3 separate regions of the Mus musculus genome follow, and regions 2 and 3 are each linked to region 1. Evidence: chromatin contacts called from public Hi-C and promoter capture Hi-C data. All regions are on one chromosome and are shown on one strand. Each heading gives the region's core, a stretch centred on a gene start, on an enhancer-like site or on the middle of the called end of the contact. The rest is flanking DNA. Distances are from core to core; before and after follow the strand shown. Region 1 holds the start of Ecm1 (extracellular matrix protein 1). Region 2 holds the start of Setdb1 (SET domain, bifurcated 1). Region 3 overlaps Arnt (aryl hydrocarbon receptor nuclear translocator).

What was found. Promoter capture Hi-C pulls out the DNA fragments that hold promoters and counts their contacts. A called contact is a pair of places that touch in the nucleus more often than the background predicts.
Region 2: a contact with region 1 is called in a promoter capture Hi-C map of hematopoietic stem and progenitor cells, with 6 times the contacts expected there. The contact joins the promoter of Setdb1 here to the promoter of Ecm1 in region 1. A contact is called at or near these places in 2 of 39 promoter capture datasets (hematopoietic stem and progenitor cells and liver), 1 of 15 datasets of contacts at CTCF or cohesin (large pre-B cells), 1 of 115 datasets of contacts at active chromatin or transcription factors (pancreatic cancer cells) and 1 of 9 other capture datasets (liver).
Region 3: a Hi-C map of bone marrow-derived macrophages shows a contact between it and region 1, with 27 read pairs. The contact joins the enhancer-like site here to the promoter of Ecm1 in region 1. A contact is called at or near these places in 8 of 39 promoter capture datasets (the C10 cell line, cranial neural crest, embryonic stem cells and 5 more), 1 of 484 Hi-C or Micro-C datasets (bone marrow-derived macrophages), 2 of 115 datasets of contacts at active chromatin or transcription factors (large pre-B cells and microglia) and 3 of 9 other capture datasets (adipose tissue, liver and pancreatic islet).

What each region holds. Positions count from the first base shown.
Region 1 is chr3:95,738,266-95,740,870 of GRCm38.p6, reverse strand. It overlaps Ecm1 (extracellular matrix protein 1), which reads left to right and starts at 1,302. Exons shown (of 11, transcript NM_007899.3): 1 at 1,302-1,498; 2 at 2,570-2,605. The coding sequence starts at 1,429. Tars2 (threonyl-tRNA synthetase 2, mitochondrial (putative)) reads left to right here. Exons shown (of 18, transcript NM_027931.3): 18 at 552-897. The coding sequence ends at 700.
Region 2 is chr3:95,355,910-95,358,514 of GRCm38.p6, reverse strand. It overlaps Setdb1 (SET domain, bifurcated 1), which reads left to right and starts at 1,313. Exons shown (of 22, transcript NM_018877.3): 1 at 1,313-1,450; 2 at 2,313-2,581. The coding sequence starts at 2,322.
Region 3 is chr3:95,456,645-95,459,249 of GRCm38.p6, reverse strand. The region is part of intron 3 of Arnt (aryl hydrocarbon receptor nuclear translocator); the gene reads right to left. Among named protein-coding and RNA genes, the nearest start is that of Arnt, 24 kb to the right of the region's middle. Within about 2 kb of position 1,304, at least 25 of the 459 cell types and tissues checked have an H3K27ac peak or open chromatin away from gene starts, as enhancers often do. A contact at or near this core is called in adipose tissue, bone marrow-derived macrophages, liver and 1 more, where this site is marked.

The DNA of each region.
Region 1 (2,605 bases), core at 53-2,552:
AAACCAATAAAGGCATTAATTAATTGCCTTGTTTATTGTTGTGTGGGTGGAGGCAGCTCTAGGGGACAAGAAAGGTCTTAGGGAAGGAAGTTGCTCCTGACTCTTGGGCCTCTGGAAGCAAGAAGCAGAAACTCCTAGCCAGACCGCCTGACTGGGGCATCACGCATGCCCGTTGCCTTGGCAGCACTGAGAGCAAGCCCCGCCCTGCTGTTTCCCCTTCCTGTACCGTACCCCTCCCCCCAGGTCACACACATACAGTTTTTCTTTTTGTGTAGCTCTCCATGTTTGTCTCTGTCTAACTGACTCTGTATCTCCCAGCCCTGGGCTCCTGACCTGCAGGGAGAGGGGAGTAAAGCCCGGCCCACTTCCTTATCTCATCAGAGTGGACAGTCAGCAGCAGGGCAGGCGAGCTAAGCATGGGCTTCAGCCACGGCTAGGCTCTGCTCCTACCTTTCCTAAAGATTCAGGAGTTTGAAGTTTCTGCAAAGCAAAAGGAAACAACCCATAGGGTGACTTTTGCTTGGGTTTGCAAATCTTTCCTCTTCCTGCAGTGGTTGGCCAGAGAGAGCAGAGTCAAAGGACAGTGAACGTACGCACGCGAGATAACCGGCAGCTCGGGGAGCGAGACCTGGCCGAGTCCGTGCAGAGACTGCTGGAGTTACAGAACGCCAGGGTCCCCAATGCAGAAGAAGTGTTCTGAGTCATGTCCATTGGTGATGTACAGACTCATGAGAGCCGTCCGTCCCTTTCCACGGGACAGTAACCCAGCTGGCAGCCCCGCATGTCCCCGAGGCCTCAGAACTGCTCTCTGAAAATAGACATGGTGTGGGGGCTCCCCACAGAAAGGAATGCTGTACTGACTGGATAGAAGGAGAATAAAAATATACTTGAAGCCAAGGCTGTGCCTTCATCTGAGTCCGAATGCTTTACTCCCTCTTTCCCAGACCTGAGGCAAAGGGATACTGAGGCCTCTGACCAGCAAGGGCACTGCCTCAGGCAGCCATTCTCCTCCCACTCCCACTCAGGAGAGTGTCAGATCCATTCTTTATAAAGGACAGTATGCAGATGGGAAACTGAGGCACAAATTAAGGGTCCAGATGACAACTTGCTCCATGATCCTCTGCATCAGTTTGGAGGGGATCCAGGAGTGCTCCCTTCCATCACCTCCATTCTTCCCAGGCTAAGGAGGCTCCAGGAGTCTGGGAGGAGTGGCTGTAAGAGGAGGAGCAGCAGGGACTGAGTCATGGCAGGAAACAGGGGGGCGGGAGATAGCATATAAAGAGAGACAGACAGCAGGCCTTGAAGTTCACAACGGCAGTAGCAACAGCCAGGGGAGCAGGCTTGCAGCAAGTGGCCCAACCCCTTCAAGTCTAGATCTGCCTGTGACAACCAGCTTCTGGGTGACCAGTGACCAGTTCTTGCCCCAGGATGGGGACCGTATCCAGAGCAGCCTTGATCTTGGCCTGCTTGGCTCTTGCTTCTGCTGCCTCTGAGGGAGGTGAGTCGGGGTGGGGTCAGCAGTTGCTTAAGAGTCTGGCTCCAAAGAGCTCAGCAGTTGGGTGATTGGCTTCCTTTATATGAACATGTCACTGTGAAGTGGGGCTGAACCTTTAACCATGGAGGCTGGAACAGGAGCAGAATAGCTAGAGGTAGTTGCTAAGAAACACAAAAATTAGAGTCAAATAGACACAAGACAGGTGAGTTTACAGGGTGAGGATCCTCCTGTCAGAACACGTGAGGAGGGACGAGGAGGCAGGTGAGGAGGAAAAGAAGCCCTCGGGCTGCTAAAACTCAGCCTACCGAGCCAGGGAGCCTAGACTGGCTCACTCTGGTCAGAGGACGAGTTAGAGTTCACCCACATTCACCCCCTATTACACACACGCACTGCTTTGAAGTCTGAACAAAAGGAAATACCAACTCTGGACAGGACAGAGACTTAGATCCTTCTATAGATAGCCGTGTCTGAGACAGCTCCACCTCGCTGCTGTCCTGGTTCCTAGGTTTGTGCCTTCGGTTCAGCTCCAGATGTGAAGGTGCTTTGCCAGCCTGGTGACCTGTATTCCGTCCCAGTAACCCACATGGAAGGGGAGAAATGACTCCCACAAGTTGTCCTCTGACCTATACACATCACCACGGTGACACACTGGCCCCCTCCACACATACACAAATAATATTTTTCTTGTTTAAGAAACCTAAAATAAGCTGAGATTGAAGGGGAAGGCACTTAAACATTTGGCTAACCGTCCCACCCAAAGGCCAAAAGTATTTTTAAAGGCCTATAGGAAGAAGTTTGAAGAGAGGTGGATCCTGGAACATCAGCGCATTGGAGGGGACGGCAGCCACAAGCCCCATCCAAGGGAGATACTGACAGGAAATCAGACCTCCATTCCCAGCCACATTCTTTTAGACCCCAACTCAGAACCCAGCCACTCAGAGGGGAGGTGTGTGACAGGTGGCTCCCCCACAGCGGGCTTTCCACAGTCTCGGCCTCCACAGCCTCCCCATCCTCTGTCCAGGACCAGGAAAGGACGCCTCAAAACTGCCTGACTTTTGTCTTTCCTTCCTCTAGCCTTCAAGGCTTCAGACCAGCGAGAGATGACGCCAG
Region 2 (2,605 bases), core at 64-2,563, 380 kb after region 1:
GCCAAGAACACGAGGGCCATGGCTGCCCAAATGTTTTGGATTCCTTAAAGACACACACAAACACACACAAGGGCTGGAAAATGATTTCGTATTTAAGAACACTTATTGTTTTCCAGATTATTTTGAGTTTGAATTTTAGTGCCTATGTTGGATGGCAACTGTCTGTAACTGCAGTTCCATAGAATCCAGTATTCTCTTCGGGCTTTTGAGGCCAACTTGCACTTATGGGCACATATGCATACACAGACACACAGGTGTACAGAAAAATATATTTTATATAGATACCTTGCAGGACATGGTGGCTCACAGGTTAATCCCAACAGGTAGAAAACAGAGGCCGGTAGATCTTTGCACAGTCTACATAGCAAGTGCCAGACCATCCAAGATTACAAAGCACGACCCCATGTTAAAACTACCACAACAAAACACTTCTTGAGTCTGCTCTTTATTTCTGTGTTTCAGCTTCCTTTACCCTTGCAGGCAGGGTTATGGGAGGACAGTGGAAGAAGACAGTGTACTTGAGTTTGGCAGTTTATTTGTAAGGCTGTTCTTAGGCTAGAGGGGTGTGAGCAGTGCTGGGAGATTGGCCAGATCTGCTGTGAAAGTAATGGCATTCAAAGATGAGTAGGCAGAAAGAAGCAAAGAAAGAAATGAGAGCTGGGCAGTGGTGGTGCACACCTTTAATCCCAGCACTTAGGAGGCAGAGGCAGGCAGATTTCTGAGTTCGAGGTCAGCCTGGGCTACAGAGAGAGTTCCAGGACAGCCAGGGCTATACAGAGAAACCCTGTCTCAAAAAAAAAAAACAAAAAAAACAAAAAAAAAAAACAAAAAAACAAAACAAAACAAAAACAAAACAAAACAAAAACAAAAAAAAACCTCAAAAAACAAAAAACCTTAATCTTGTGAAAGATGAAAACTACACAATCTCAGTGATAAAATGATGAGTTTTTTGTTGTTGTTTATTTGTATTTTTCTTATTTCCTATATGAACACTCATTAATTTTGCTAAAAAATTAATTTTATTACTAAAAAAAATCTTCAAATTAAAACAATAATCAACTATATTGGCCACCTGTAGGGGAAGAGCTTCCATAAATGACTCCGGAAAATACCTGCTTTGTCCAACTAGCCCCTTATCTGGAAATGCCCTACTTCACACATGCATACTCTCCTTAAATTCCCATAACCCCTGTACCGCAGCGCTATGCAATAAATTTGGTCCCTTCGGGCTACCGTCGGAGAGGCCGGAAGGACGCTCCCTATTGCTTCCGGACCGTCGGTTTGCTCCCCGCCCCCTCCTGCCTCCTCACGCTGTTTCCCCTCCCCCGCCGTCTCTCCTTCAGTTTGCCTGGGTTTGGCAAGGCGGAGCCCTGGAGTAAAACCTGGGGTCGGGGTTGTGAGACGCGGCCCTTGCGGTCGGGCGCCAGAGTTGTGGGGAGGACGGACTGAGGTGCGCTGAGGCCGAGGTGGACCTGGGAGGCTTGGCTGGTGCGAGGCTGGGGCTGTGTGTGGGAACTTGGCGGGAGAGGAGCGAGCCGGGGGCGGGCGGGCCTGAGGCGGCGGCTGCGGGTGGGCGCGAGGCGGTGCGTGGGTGAGGCGGTGCGTCGATGAGGCGCGGGAAAGCAGGAGGGCGGCAGGCTGGAGGCTGCTGCGGTTCTGCGTGGCCCGGGCGGCCAAGCGCCTGTGCGCGTTATTCCGAGTGTGGCTGCTGGGTGGTCGCCATGGCTTCAAGCTTTTGCTCTGATCACGTAGGGATGTCCGACTTTTCCTCTCTTCGTCCCTTTTCTTCTTTGCTGGTCGCAGACTCCCAGGGCCTGGTGCAGCCGGGAAGCCCATCCCTTGTGCAGCTGCCCTCTTGCATGGCCCTAGGAGGTTTTAAAAGCCACCTTGCCACGGGAAAGCAAAGAGCCGCGAGGAAAAGGAGGACTAAACAACCCGGGTGGAATTAGTTCATTGCGGCTCACCTGTCTCCAGCCGCCGGTGCCTCGGTTAGACTCGGTGTAGTGACAGAGCCAATTAAGGAACAAGTAGCTCCCAGAAGTATCTTCCTTGGTCGATAAGCACTCTTCGGTTTCCTGAAACCTTGTTTTAGCTAGCTCCCTGGTGCGTGTTGGAGTTCTCCAGGGTCTCCCCGCTCTTAGTTGTTACCCAGAGCTTGGGTCTGTGTGAGAAGATGAGGCTCCCCGGGAAATCTCCAGATCGCCTTGTGGAGGAGGAGGGGAGAGAACAGAGTTTGCAGGCTTTTGATTATGAGACAGAAATGGTGTGAGCCTCGGTTAGAGTTGTTTTCGCTTCTTGTTCATCCTGCACAGGGCCAAAGCATGTCCTCCCTCCCTGGGTGCATGAGTTTGGCTGCAGCGCCAGCTGCAGCTGACTCTGCAGAGATTGCTGAGCTGCAGCAGGCGGTGGTTGAAGAGCTGGGTATCTCTATGGAGGAACTTCGTCAGTACATTGATGAGGAACTGGAAAAGATGGACTGCATACAGCAGCGCAAGAAGCAGCTCGCAGAGCTGGAGACGTGGGTACTACAGAAAGAGTCTGAAGTGGCTTATGTTGATCGGCTGTTTGATGATGCATCCAGGTAGGGATTCCAGGAAGCAGAAGT
Region 3 (2,605 bases), core at 55-2,554, 280 kb after region 1:
GGGTGAGGGGTGGGGTATACAATGCCTTATATATATGTATGAAAATATAAATTGTGCACAACTGAACCCCTGCATGCAGAATGCAAGTTCAAAGAGGATCAGTTCAAGTTGGAGGTCGGCATGGTCTAGACAGCAAGTTTCAGGCCATCAAAACCAAACTTGTGTTTGCAGCCACAGGGCAGATATGGAGGTGGAGAACAACTTTCAAGAACAACTCTATCCTTTCACAGTGTGGGTTCCGAGATCAGTCACCTCAAAAGCACTCTATGCGTTAGGTCTCTGTGTGTAATTATTGAGAGCAGCTCAGACTTGAATTCACAGCGATCCTTTTACATAAGCCTCAAGTGTTGGGATTATATGTATGTGCCATCATACCTAGCTCAAAACTAATTCATTTAGGGGCTAGAGAGAGAGCTCAATGATTACAAGCACTTGTTGTTCATGCAGAGAGCCCATGTTCAGTTCTCAGAACCCACCTGGCAGCTTACAATTGTCTGTAACTCCAGGTCTAGGAACCAGGCACACATACTGTGCAAGATACATATGTAGGCAAAACACACATATAAAAATAAAAATTTCTAAAGTCTTCAGAAAAAAGCTAATATACAAAGTTTTAGTATGAGCAATCGAATCTTTTAAGCTTGTGAGGCAAGTGACCCTGAGCTGTAACTTGTAAAGTGGCACCATATTCTCTTCCATTGTGACTGTACCATTTTACAATATCACAGTGTATAACTGTTCCGATTCCTCCACTTCTCTAGCAATTTTGTTATTTTCTGGGGGGTTACTTGTGTCTTTTTGAGACAGGAGCTCCCTGTGCAGCCCTGGGTTCCCTCTACCCATGGGAGGCTGGTGGGTATCAGTCTCCAGACTTAGCTCCGATTTTGTTTTGGTTTTGATAGTGGTCTCTGGATTGGATATAAATGTTATCTTTGACTTGTATACCTCCTAAATATCTCTGAATGATTACTAATGTCAACCTTTCACATGCTTCTTGGCCATTTGTATCTTTTCTTTGGAGAAATGCCTCTCCATGTCTTTTGGCATTTTTCCCCCTTTCATTTTTAAATTTGCTTTTACCAACTTTGAAAGTAATCTATGTTTGGTGTAAAACAAACAAACAAAAGCATTAAATTGAAACAAGACTACTCCCTAACTCTTCCTCTGAGAAAGGTTCTCCAAGATGGTAAAGCTCCTGGCTACTGCCTTCTGGGGATTCCTACTTCCCTCCTAACTGTGGCCTACAAGCAAGGACTCTGTGTTCCCAACAGCAGCTACATTCTTCCCGTCTTGCTTCCGGTCTTTGTACTTCCCTTTCCTTTTCTAGGAAGCCTCTCTAGCTAACATCCCATTTCACTTCCTTTTCACCACGTCAGCCTAAAGATGAAATGTGTCCTCCCCCAAAGTCTTGAGGTCTTCAGTCTAATATGGGCCTCAGTTACACAGCAGTAGTGTGAATACCCCTGTCCTATTGAAGTGCTCTCATCTGTCTAGCTGATTACTGTCCTCCCCACAAGAGGCGCAGCACATGAAGAGATAGACTTTAACTCAAAGGAGTCAGAAAATACCTCAATGCTCTAGTCTACTGATTATTCAGATTAGAAAGAATGTGAAAAAACAATACTGTGTTAGGGGTCACAACTTTATTCCCAGAATTAGAAGGCAGAGACAGGCAGACCTCTGGAAGTTTCAGGCCAGCCAAAGCTACAGAGTCAGACCTATTTACAACAAAACAAAAACAAGTGCTAAGCAGGGTGTAGTGGCTTGAGCCTACAGTAGCCTCTGAGAAAAGAGGCTCTCCGTACATTTGTGTAAAGCCTGGGCTATACAAGGCTTGATTGGATTACCAAGTGGGATTCTGTCAAACAAAATGGAGGTAAGTGGTGAGATGTTTCAATAGATAAAACATTTGCTGCCAAGCCTGCTGATCTGAGTTCCCAGAACCTACATGGGAGGGGGGGGGGGCGGTGAAGGGGGAGGGCGCGGATACCTATTCCTCCAAGTTTTCTCTGACCTTCATACATGTGTAGCACATGTGTCAAGATACACACACACACACACGCAAAATGTTTAAAACACACAATGACACACACACACATTCATTAAGTTCTCTTATAGCCACAAATACCCTCTAGGAAGATTTATCAACCTGGAAAGAGTACTCAACCAAAGGACAGGAGGTCAAGAGACAACTATAGATCAAGGCAAACTGTGCCACAACTATCACCCATTACTCAAATGCCCATTCATCGTATCTGTGAATCTTCTACTGAGTTGCCTATGTTGCCATTCCTATGAGACCATATAAATTCTCCAATTTCACTGACTGCACACTTACTGTTTTCCCTTTGGGCAGCTAGGCTACTCTTAGACCACATATTAGTCTATCTACCTCTTCTGTTTACCTGCCTCCAGTCAGTTTGTCTTATCAACTTGGTCATCAAAATGCTTAGAAGAAAAGGAAGGTCTTTCTTCCCCTACACTAGCAACAAAGGCATGCCTATACAGTTACTATCGCTGTCTATCCATGGACACTAACTGAACTGGATGAATAAAATTCAGAATTTCCTTCTTAGTACACACACGCAGAGTAGTGCTGGGAATG